Regions from separate parts of the Capsicum annuum genome. Here region 1 is linked to region 2. A link is a contact called in public Hi-C data. All regions are on one chromosome and are shown on one strand. The core of a region is the stretch at or near the end of the contact, and the rest is flanking DNA. Distances in the headings are between cores, read along the strand shown.

Region 1 (4,976 bases), core at 118-2,617, 48 kb after region 2:
CCTAATCCAAAACATATAATTGATGATGATACATAAGATACACCATGTAGTTTTAGATGAACAATAAATACAATACATATGTATCAGTTGTACCCAATATTTTGCATATATTGATTGCAAAATAATTCATAACAATTTCAAAATTTAGTATGTATCGGATATAATGATATACCTCTTAAAAATTGATTTACGCATCATAATAAGTATGTTGAATGTATCAAGTGTAAATTAACCCAAATTACATGCAATTTTTTATTATGTATCATAAAATAATGCAATATGTCATTAAAATCAGATATATGTACTCGGCATATTAATGTATCAGGTTTACAAGAACCAAAACATATATAAATATTAGTATGTATCAGAAAACCTGCAATGTCTCTTATGTATCAGAAACTTTAGAATTGTGTATCAAACTCAGTAAAGTGAATGTATCAGATATTAAAAAAGAACCTAAATCACATGTAAATTTCAGTATGTATTGGAAAGCATGCAATGTCTCAATACATTAAATTTATGTATCGGATTCACTTCAAAACATGTAATTCATACCTTTGATAAATGGTTTCTTTTTGTAACTAACTTTCTTTTCTACTTTGTAGATACAACAATAGACTTTATGACTACTATCAGTAGCCTCCCGTAATTTCTTCTTCATATTCGGATAAATTTGAAGAAAAAGATTAATGGAGATTGTAAATTTGAAAATAAATTAACACGATTGTTAATGGAGAATTTAAAATTTTGAAAAAAGTTAATTACGATTGTAAATTTGAAAATAAATTAACAAAGTTGTAAAAAAAATTATGAAAACAAATTAACCTCCAAATAAATTTGAGGAAAAAAGTTAATAGAGGTTGTAATTGGAAGTTGAAATTTGAATATATTGAAGTAGTGGATGGTAAGTTGATAACACGATTGTAATTGTTGAATTGATAAATTTATCAGATATTTTACCATGATTTTGGGAGAGTTTTAAGGAGCAGGAGGCACAACAATAGGGTGAGTTATAATGTATCAGCAAATATTAGGGTTTTATGAGTTAGAATGAATTTTTGTAATATATTTAGTAAGATGGTATTTAAAATAATATAGAAAAGTTAAGGTGTTGACTTATATAATTTTTTCATTTAATAAATGCCCATTTCTAATCTCTACCCTCCCATTTCTTAAAAATTACCCCATGCCCATTTGTTTCAGTAAAAACCACCACACCAACCCGACCCAACTCTGATTCCTTTCCTTTTTTACCCGACAAAACAACTTCAACAACGGCAAACCCGATACCAAATTACCATCAATAGTCAAACAACGTCCAATAGCCAGCAACTTCATCAGACAAAAACAAATGCATAAACGACAACAACATCAGCGGCTTCAATATCTGGGATTCATCTTTTGAATCCTAACCTAAAATTCCTGTTCTCGTATCTAATTAATCTTCTCTCTCTAAGTATCACGTGATTCTCACGTGGATAGCACGTACAACGTTCTAGAAACATCCAGGTCGCCCTTCAATCCGATTCAAGGAAGGGGTGGTACGATCTCTTACCAAATACATGTCACAAGCTTATCCCTAATTCGAAATTTGAATTTTTCCCTTTTGAAACTACCAAAAACGTCCCTCAAAGTCCCTTATCCCACATTGTTGTTTTCTTTGAAATCCCATTCCAAATATCTGTATAAATAAATACTCTACTATTCTCATTGAAGAAAAAGGTTGGAGAGGTCAAAAAGCATGAAATTTTGCTAAGACCGAAGATTTCAGTGCTGATAAATTTAATAAGAATCATTTGAGCTCAAAATTCTAAGATAAGAAATTGAGTTCGTTTTTCAGTGGTGTGAAGGAATAATCTGATGAAGAGCTCATAAATTTCAGTTTACTGCCCTAAAAAAGGTAAACTCACTCTCTAGTTAATATGTCGATTTTCCTTCGTCCCCTTCTTTTCGTTAGCAGCAATTTTTGTTAAAATTAAGAATGATACTATTTGTTATAGACGCCTTGAAGGCGATAGGAATTTGTGTTTGAATGATGTTATCGATATATCAGTTGTTTGTTGGTTTGAAATCTATCTTAGTTTAGCCTTATTAAGAGTGACATTGTTATTGTTCATCTAACTGGAAAAAATTTGAAACCAGGACTAAGAAGTTAAGGTATTTTTATTGTGTGCATAATTCTGCTATGAATATATGTTCTTGTGCAAGCGTATTACAGATTGTCTGTCTTTTTTTTCTTTTTCCTGAAAGTTCATTGAATGTGCTTTTGAAAAGATAATGAGTTGACAATTGGAGTTATAAAAGTTTGTCCTTGGATCCCAACTGTGTGTGAATTTCCCCATTGTTGGAACTATATAATATGTTATTTTGTGTTTAAATTACATGTGTAGGCTGGTTTGTATGTGTATAAATACGTGTAGGCTTCCAGATGACCCATAAAGTTCCCAGATATTTGATTTTGCGGCATGTGGTTGTTCGTTTCTCGACCATCAGTGTTAGATTTCATATGAATATAATACTTAAATGGTCCTGTCTAGGATATGTATGATCAAATCATGAATGAGTTTTCTGTGACTGTCAACTTCCCAGAAATAATGGCATGCTCCCTCCCCTCTCCGTACATTTTATTTGTTTCGTTAATATGTCCAGTTGTTGTTTCCTGACATATGATTATAAATTCTTGTATGTATTTGTCATAATCAGGTTAATACAATGGAAGTAATATTAGCAACTTATTTATTGTTTCCATTTTGGGCTTCATTTGGACTTTCTCATAAAGATGTGATATTTTTTATCTTATGTGGAATGTGGATTAATTTGTTCTACCTTTGTGTTTCAACATAAACATCTAAGTTATAAACATGTCTTACTTGTTGTCATATATTTTTTCTCTTTAGAGTTTAATTGATTATGTTGCTTTCCGGATTGATACTTTAAGCCAATTTAAGAAAGGACTATTGTTTTGTCTGTTAACTTTAGATAATGTTTTCACTCTCAACCTCTCTTACTAATTCTCATCTCTTTTGTTGCATGAACCCCTCATGGTTTGAGTCCAAGGGACTCCCCTCTTGCATTTTCTTCGAGTTCAACTCCATGTTTAAGTCCCCAAAAAGACTGATTTGCAGCAATATACATCGAGTATACACGCATTATGGGGAGAAAAATAAGAAATGGAAAGTTAATATGCGGGTGAAGGGAAAACAGATGTGTATACATGACACGGTCATGTACACATAGATACACAAAAACGCGGGAAGAAAGCATGTAGTATACAGTTGATATACAGATTGATAATGGACCCAAATCCATTAATCCAAATCTGGACAGCTTTTAGAAAATGGGCCAGATAAGAGGCCCAAACTTTTTTCTTTATTTAGTTTGTATAAGTCATATTTGATTATTTGTTCTATTAAATTCTTAAATTTGGTTAACCTTAATAAACTTCCCATTTGAATTGTTATTTTTGCTTTATCTTTATATTTTATCTTAAACTATCACTTGTCACAAAGCTTAATAGTTGAATCAATAAACAGTGAATTCTTGTTATTGTTTCCTCTTAGAACGAAATCCTTAAAATTTTGAAATGGCATTTTATTTCATTAATGTCTTAAAGTAGTTTATAAAAGTAAAAGAGAAATCTCCACAATATGAAAATCAATCTTTCATGTAAAAGTCGTAACTTTTCACAACTAGTTCAAATTGATGATTACTTTATTCCAAAAAAATGAATGTTTCTAGTAAAATCTCTCTCTTTTCATTTTTGTGAAATTATTGGTTTTCTCTTAATTTGATAAATGAATTGAATTTAGTTTAATCTTCTTATCAGAAGAATTTTGCTTCAAATTAAATGAACTATTTTTTCATATAAATGGAATAAATGTCATGTTTGCAAATGGATTTAAGATTTTACAAAGTTTAGCCATATTTTTCAAAACTAATCATTTTTACAATTCAGTCAAATTATTTTTGGTCAACCATTTTTAACGAGTGCTCTTGATTGCCTTAAAAACCTTCTCAAGGCGTTACCTGAATCCTTACCCATTTTCTCTAATTTTAAGGATTTGTTTCTGTTTTCAAGTCTTAAAAATATTTTTAGTTTTTCTTAATATTTTCTTAAAAAATTAAGTGGAGACTCTGTATTTCCTTAAATTATTTCAAGTTTTGAAATAGTTGAAAAGGTCAATAATAATATTTTTCAACCCTTCGAGCCTAAAAGGTATAAAACACCTTTCCTTTGACATAAAAGACTTGGACATGCAAGTCTGAAGTAATTGAACAAACTAAATTCTAAAGACATGATGTTGGGCTTGTCCAAAGTCAAGGTCAAAGAAGAGAAAGTTTGCAGTGCTTGTGTAAGAGGGAAGTAGGTAAGATCTTTCAAATTTAAAAACCATGTCAATACAACCAAGTGTCTCGACCGTCCATATGAACCTTTATGGACCAATGAAAGTACAAAGTAGAGGAGGCAAAAAAAAGGTATGTTTTTGTTATTATGGATGACTATTTCAAGTTTACCTGGACACTATTTTTGGCTTTCAAAGAAATGCTTTTGATGTATTTTCTATCTTCCTAAAAAAAATAGAAAATAAGTTAGGCACTTCCTTAATTTTCATAAGATCAGACCGTGGTACAGAATTTGAAAATGTAAAATTTCTGAAATTTTGTTCAATAAATAGTATAGATCATATTTCTATGCTCCTGGAACACCACAACAAAATGGAGTAGTAGAAAGAAAAAATAGGACTTTGGAAGATATGGTTAGAAAAAAGATCCTTGCAGGGAATCTTGCAAAAAATCTTTGGGCTGAGACCATAAGCACTACTGGATACATTATGAATAGATGCATGATTAGACTCATTCTAGAGAAGACTCCCTATGAATTACTCAAAGGAAGAAAATCAAATATTTCTCATTTTAGAACCTTTAACTGCAAGTGTTTCATTCATAATAAAGGAAAAAATAATTTAGGAAAATTT
Region 2 (5,475 bases), core at 2,630-5,129:
GAACTTCAAACATATTGGGCATAACATCCAGCAAAAACCATTTTTAATGAACAAAACCAAACCTTTTGTGATAATCTCATCTAAAACATATTCCAACAACCAGTTCTAATGCCTCAAGTATCAAAACATGAAAAAACAAGACTCTAAACACAAAAACAAAAAGGGTGTTGGATAAAAACAGAAAAAGAACAAACATACAGTGAGAGGCAAATGAAGCTACCTATTTAAGAGCTAAATCAGACTATATCAAGCAAACATCTAAATGAATATAATCAAGATGGAATATCACTTCTCCTTGAACTTTAACGAGCAACAACATCACACCAACATAAACTCGAAGCCAAAGTAAAATTGATATTCATAGAAACCAGGACAAAACAAGAGAGAAGAAAGCACTAAGGGGAAGAAATTTTACATATCTCAGGTGCTTTGAACACAAAACAACTGCATTGAAATGACAAATATTATGTGCAAACACTTAAAATAAATATGGGAAGATCTTAAGAAAAACGGCTAACTTTTCCTAAAAGTTTAAGACCTTGGAAACGCTTTGCACTCTAAGTCAAAGGCTAAAAATGTCTTGGGTGTGTAACCAAGTAGATAAGTAACTATGATTGCGGCAACATTCAAAGGGAAATATTCAGATCAGATGCTAAAAACAGCCCCAAAAAGCATGCTTTAGAAACAGAAGTTTATAGACAACTATTGTGCTTAAAACTTCAAACTTTACAAAGAAAAAACTATTTTAAGCTAAATGAGCACATGGATACTATACTAGACAAACCGGACATGTTAGGGTTTTGAAATCCTTTAGAACCCTTTTTCATACAAAATTAGAAAGCTGTCAGAACCTTATCAACATACAAAAACAAAACAACACGTAGATAAGTCACTATTTACCATGTTCTGAATATTCAAAACTGACAGCAAACTGCCCTTAAACAATTAGTTATATACATTTGAAAACTCAGACGAATTAGATTAGCGTGTTCATGAACTTTGTGATCAGTAATGTACAACCAGCCAATACATATAAACACGTTCACATATTATAAATGGAAGAAACAGGGAAAGAAAGTAGTTTTTCTGAATCTAAAGGAGATTAAGTAACGATTATGTTTCAAAAGGATCAAGAATGCGTAATAGGGTGGGGTTAGCTCCTGATTTTAAAATGATAACTTCGGACTATACACAAGCTAACATATTTATTAAAAATTCACCGAACAAATGATTTGTGAGTATGAAACGATGAGAAAACCAAATTCAAATTCTTGGTGCTACGTTTTATACTATTTTTGACATTGATTAAATCCATATCCGATATGAATCACATATACCACATGTTTACACATAAGCAGTCGCATAGTGACAAGCAAGGGGGACGAGTAACGAACAAATCATGACAGAATGATTCAGCATAAACTTGAAACTCAAAACAATTCACATGTCCACAAATTCAGTGTAAGGAGAGGAAGGGGAGGAAAATGGAAGTGACACAAAGGATGAATTTACGTAATAGACTTAACATAGCCTACGTTTTCCATTTAAGCACAACCTCCCCCCGGCCATGTTATTAACTCTAAACCAACATGTTATTACCCATTAAAAGACAAGCACATCCCCGCGGTGATTAGCTTGAAACAAAAGGAAGCTCATTCTCACATCCTCAATTTTAAAAAAAATGGCTAGAAATAGCTGATCCTACTATGAAACTCATGGATTCACATAAACAATTTGAAGCGAAAAGCAGGCCAAAAGCAAAGGAATAAAGAGGAATTTCACATTATTTCACACTCTTAGGTGCAAACCAGCCTTTTCTTTAAACACACAATTTAAAAAAAAAAAAAAAAAAATTAAAGAGACAAACATGTCCTTGAGCTCGATTTCCAGAGAAGCAGCAGCACCTTGGTCAAACATGTAACCAGACCACGTGTTCGTGTAGTCAAAATAAACAACTTGGTGTAATTGTGTTTTAACCTTTAAAGCCTCATCATACTAGTTTAGTGGTTGCTAATGCATTGTAAAAACATAGCCAAGCAGGGAAAAAACTAAGTTGCTATTACTATGATCAGAACATCCAAACCAACATAGCAATAATCTTATAATGGACAGTTAACCACACATATGCCCTCATACCTCATAGAGCTAGTTCGAACTAAATCTCATGTCGTAAATATTTCACAAACAGTCAATCTAATAGGGACTAGAAAACTATTTCCATTTCACATTTTTATGTTCATGATTAGCCACACAAGAATGACACACTCAGCCAATCAACAAAATAGCCAAAATTGGACATAATGTGACTAGACGCGGTAGGATATACTCAGTAATTCACAAGTTGCAAATACACGTGATCTCAAATCCATAAAGCCTTTTCATTTCAGATTTTTATAATTTGAGCCAGTCGGCTATCATCTCGACTAACCACATGATAAAGGATTAACAAACTAAGTGCAACGTAATTAAGATAGGATAGCGTTTACCTTGAATGGGCCAGGAAACTAGGGCTTACCCGTCGTCAAGATTTGAAACTCAAACTCCGGATTCGAACTTCACATGAATAATTTCCGAAATGAAAGAAAGTTAGAATCTGTGGCCCGTGCAAGGAGAAGTTATTTTTTGTTTCTCTATCTCCAATCCAAAAATCCTGTCCAACAATGACTTTGAACCTTGGTATTTATAAAGGCAAAGTTAAATTTTGAATTCTTGGGAAGCAAATTGAATTTTTTAGGTTTATCCTTTTCAGACTGATTTGTAGGGAAGAAGAGATGGTTGGGAGCTATAAGGCTTGAACCCATCGGTTTAAAGGGATAACGACCTCAAAGTCTGAAGGTCCTTGAATTTTCCCCACTTCTCAGAAATTGCAGAGCCTTGGGTTCAACAAGAAGTGAGTGACGGAAGGGATTTGATAGCGATGGAAACGTAGGTGACAAAGAAGATAGACGAGAGGAAAGGTGAAGAACACCAGAACTCGCTATTATCCAGTGGTCTAGGCTGGTCGCCGTTAGTAGATAATAGGGAAGATACGCTAGTTTTGTTGAGTTGGAATGAGATGGAATGATAGAGGTGAGGATTATTAGGCTGGTTAGGTTAACGGGGCTATTAATTAGTTGGATTGGATTTGTGGGTTAGGAGTTTTTTTTTTGGGGGCTGCTACTTCGGCTGAAAAAATAGAGCAAATGGCCCAAATATTATTGTGAATAAATGAATTATGTTTGTAAAAAATCAAATCTTTCGCAATCGTTTTCACTTAATTAATTTAACGACACTTCTTCATCCTAATTAATGTTCCAAAAGGTTAGGGATGTAGATGGGTACAAGTTGTGGTACTCTGGTAGTGAGAGGCGTAGGAATGACGTAGGTATCTTAGTGGACGAGGAGCTTAGAGGGCAGGTAGTGGAGGTTAAAAGGGTTAGTGATAGGGTGATGACTATCAAGTTGATTCGAGGGTCTTCTTTGAACATCTGTAGTGTGTATGCGCTAAGACGGGCTTAGACGAAGAGGAGAAGAAGAGATTTTGGGAGGTTTTGGACGAGGTGGTAAGGGGCATGCCTAGTTCAGAAATGATTTTCATAGGGAGGATTTTAATGGGCATATCGGGTCTCTGTCGATGGGTTATGATGATGTGCATGGAGGCTTCGGGTTTGGGATAGAAATATTGAGAGAGCTGCTCTTTTAGATTTTGCGAGGGCCTTTGGGTTAGTGGTAGTGAATTCCAGCTTTCCGAAGAAGGAGGAGCATCTAGTTACTTTGCGTAGTAGGCTAGCCAAGACTTAGATTGACTTTTTGCTGCTTAGGAAGGGGGATAGTGCAATGTGTAAGGATTGTAAGGTAATCCCGAGCGAGAATATTATGACCCAGCATAGACTTTTGGTGATGGACTTGGTTATCAAGAAGGGTATGAAGCGACGGGGTGGAGAGGGTCAACCTAGAGTTAAGTGGGGTGGCCTGACTCCAGTTAGTGCCTTGAAGATAGGGGCGAAGTTAAAGGGGATAGGGGTTTGGGAGGGTAGGGGGGACGTGGATAGTATATGGGATAGGGCTGTGGGATGCATCAGAGAGTCTTCTAGAGAGGTGTTGGGTGTCTCAAGGGGCTGGTCTGGCCAGTATCCAGGGGATTGGTGGTGGAATGAAGATGTTAAGAAGAAGGTAGAGACGAAGAAGACGTCTTATGTTAAGTTGGTAGAGAGTGAGGATAAAGATGAGAAACGGGTAAGCATGGAGGAGTATAAGTTAGCTAAGAAGGAGGCTAAGTTAGCAGTTACAGCTGCTAAGACAGTAGCTTTTGAGAGTTTGTATAAGGGATTAGTGGAGAAAGGTAGGAAAAAGACGTTGTTTAGGCTTGTCAAGGCTAGAGAACAGAAGGGTCAGGATCTGGACCAAGTGAAGTGCATTAAGGGGGAGGATAACAGAGTTTTGGTGGAGGACGCCCTCATTAAGAAAAGATGACAATCGTATTTTCATAAGCTCTTGAATGATGAGAGGGATAGAAGTGTTGTGTTAGGGGAGTTGGAGCACACCGAGGAGTGTCGCGATTTTGCTATTATCAGCGTTTTAAAGTTGAGGAGGTCAGACAGGCTATTCGTAAGATGCAAAGGGGCAGGACGACAGGGCCCGAAGAGATCCCGATGGATTTTTGAAAGTTTTCTAGCAGGCAGGGTTGAGGTGGCTGACCAACATGTTTAATAATATTTTCAAGTCTGTGAAAATGCCTGAGACGTGGATATGGAGCACGATGATTCCATTATATAAGAATAAGGGTGACATTTAGAGTTACAACAACTATCGGGATATTAAGTTGTTGAGTCACACGATGAAGATTTGGGAGAGGGTGGTGGAGCGGAGGTTAAGGAAGATTGTGTCTATTTTGGAGAATCAATTTGGATTTATGCCTGATCGCTCGATGATTGAGGCAATTCACCTAGTGCTGATACTAGTAGAGAAGTATAGAGAGAGAAAGAGAGATCTTCACATGGTGTTTATTGACTTAGAAAAGGCGTATGACAAGGTCCCTAAGGAGGTTCTTTGGAGATACTTGGAGGCGAGGGGGCGAAGACTTGAGTCAGGATGGTGGGAGGAGATTCTGAGCATTTCCTAGTCTTAATAGGGTTGCACCAGGGATCGACTCTTAGTCCGTTTTTATTTATCGTGGTGATGGATATATTGACGCGGAGTATACAAGGCAAGGTGCCTTAGTATATTCTTTTTACGGATGATGTAGTTTTGATTGATGAGTTGCGTCAAGGTGTTAATGATAAGCTGGAGGATTGGAGACAAACCCTAGAGTCTAAAGGTTTCAGATTGAGTAGGACCAAGATGGAGTATTTGGAATGCAAGTTTAGTGACTCGAGGCAAGAAGAGAAGGTGGTAGGGAAGTTGGACTCTCAGGCAGTTTGCAAGAGGGGTAGCTTTAAGTATCTTAGGGCTACGATTCAGGGGAATGGAGAGATAGATGAGGATGTCTCTCACCAT

What was found. A called contact is a pair of places that touch in the nucleus more often than the background predicts.
Region 1: a Hi-C map of leaf shows a contact between it and region 2, with 1.6 times the contacts expected there. The contact joins the enhancer-like site here to the promoter of LOC124898446 in region 2. A contact is called at or near these places in 3 of 5 Hi-C or Micro-C datasets (leaf, pericarp and placenta).

The regions. Positions count from the first base shown.
Region 1 is chr5:24,213,679-24,218,654 of UCD10Xv1.1, forward strand. No RefSeq gene overlaps it. Among protein-coding and RNA genes, the nearest start is that of LOC107870461, 19 kb to the right of the region's middle. Within about 2 kb of position 1,368, at least 5 of the 5 cell types and tissues checked have an H3K27ac peak or open chromatin away from gene starts, as enhancers often do. A contact at or near this core is called in leaf and pericarp, where this site is marked.
Region 2 is chr5:24,163,529-24,169,003 of UCD10Xv1.1, forward strand. It overlaps LOC124898446, which reads left to right and starts at 3,880. Exons shown (of 2, transcript XM_047412095.1): 1 at 3,880-4,391; 2 at 4,508-4,643. The coding sequence starts at 3,880. The coding sequence ends at 4,643.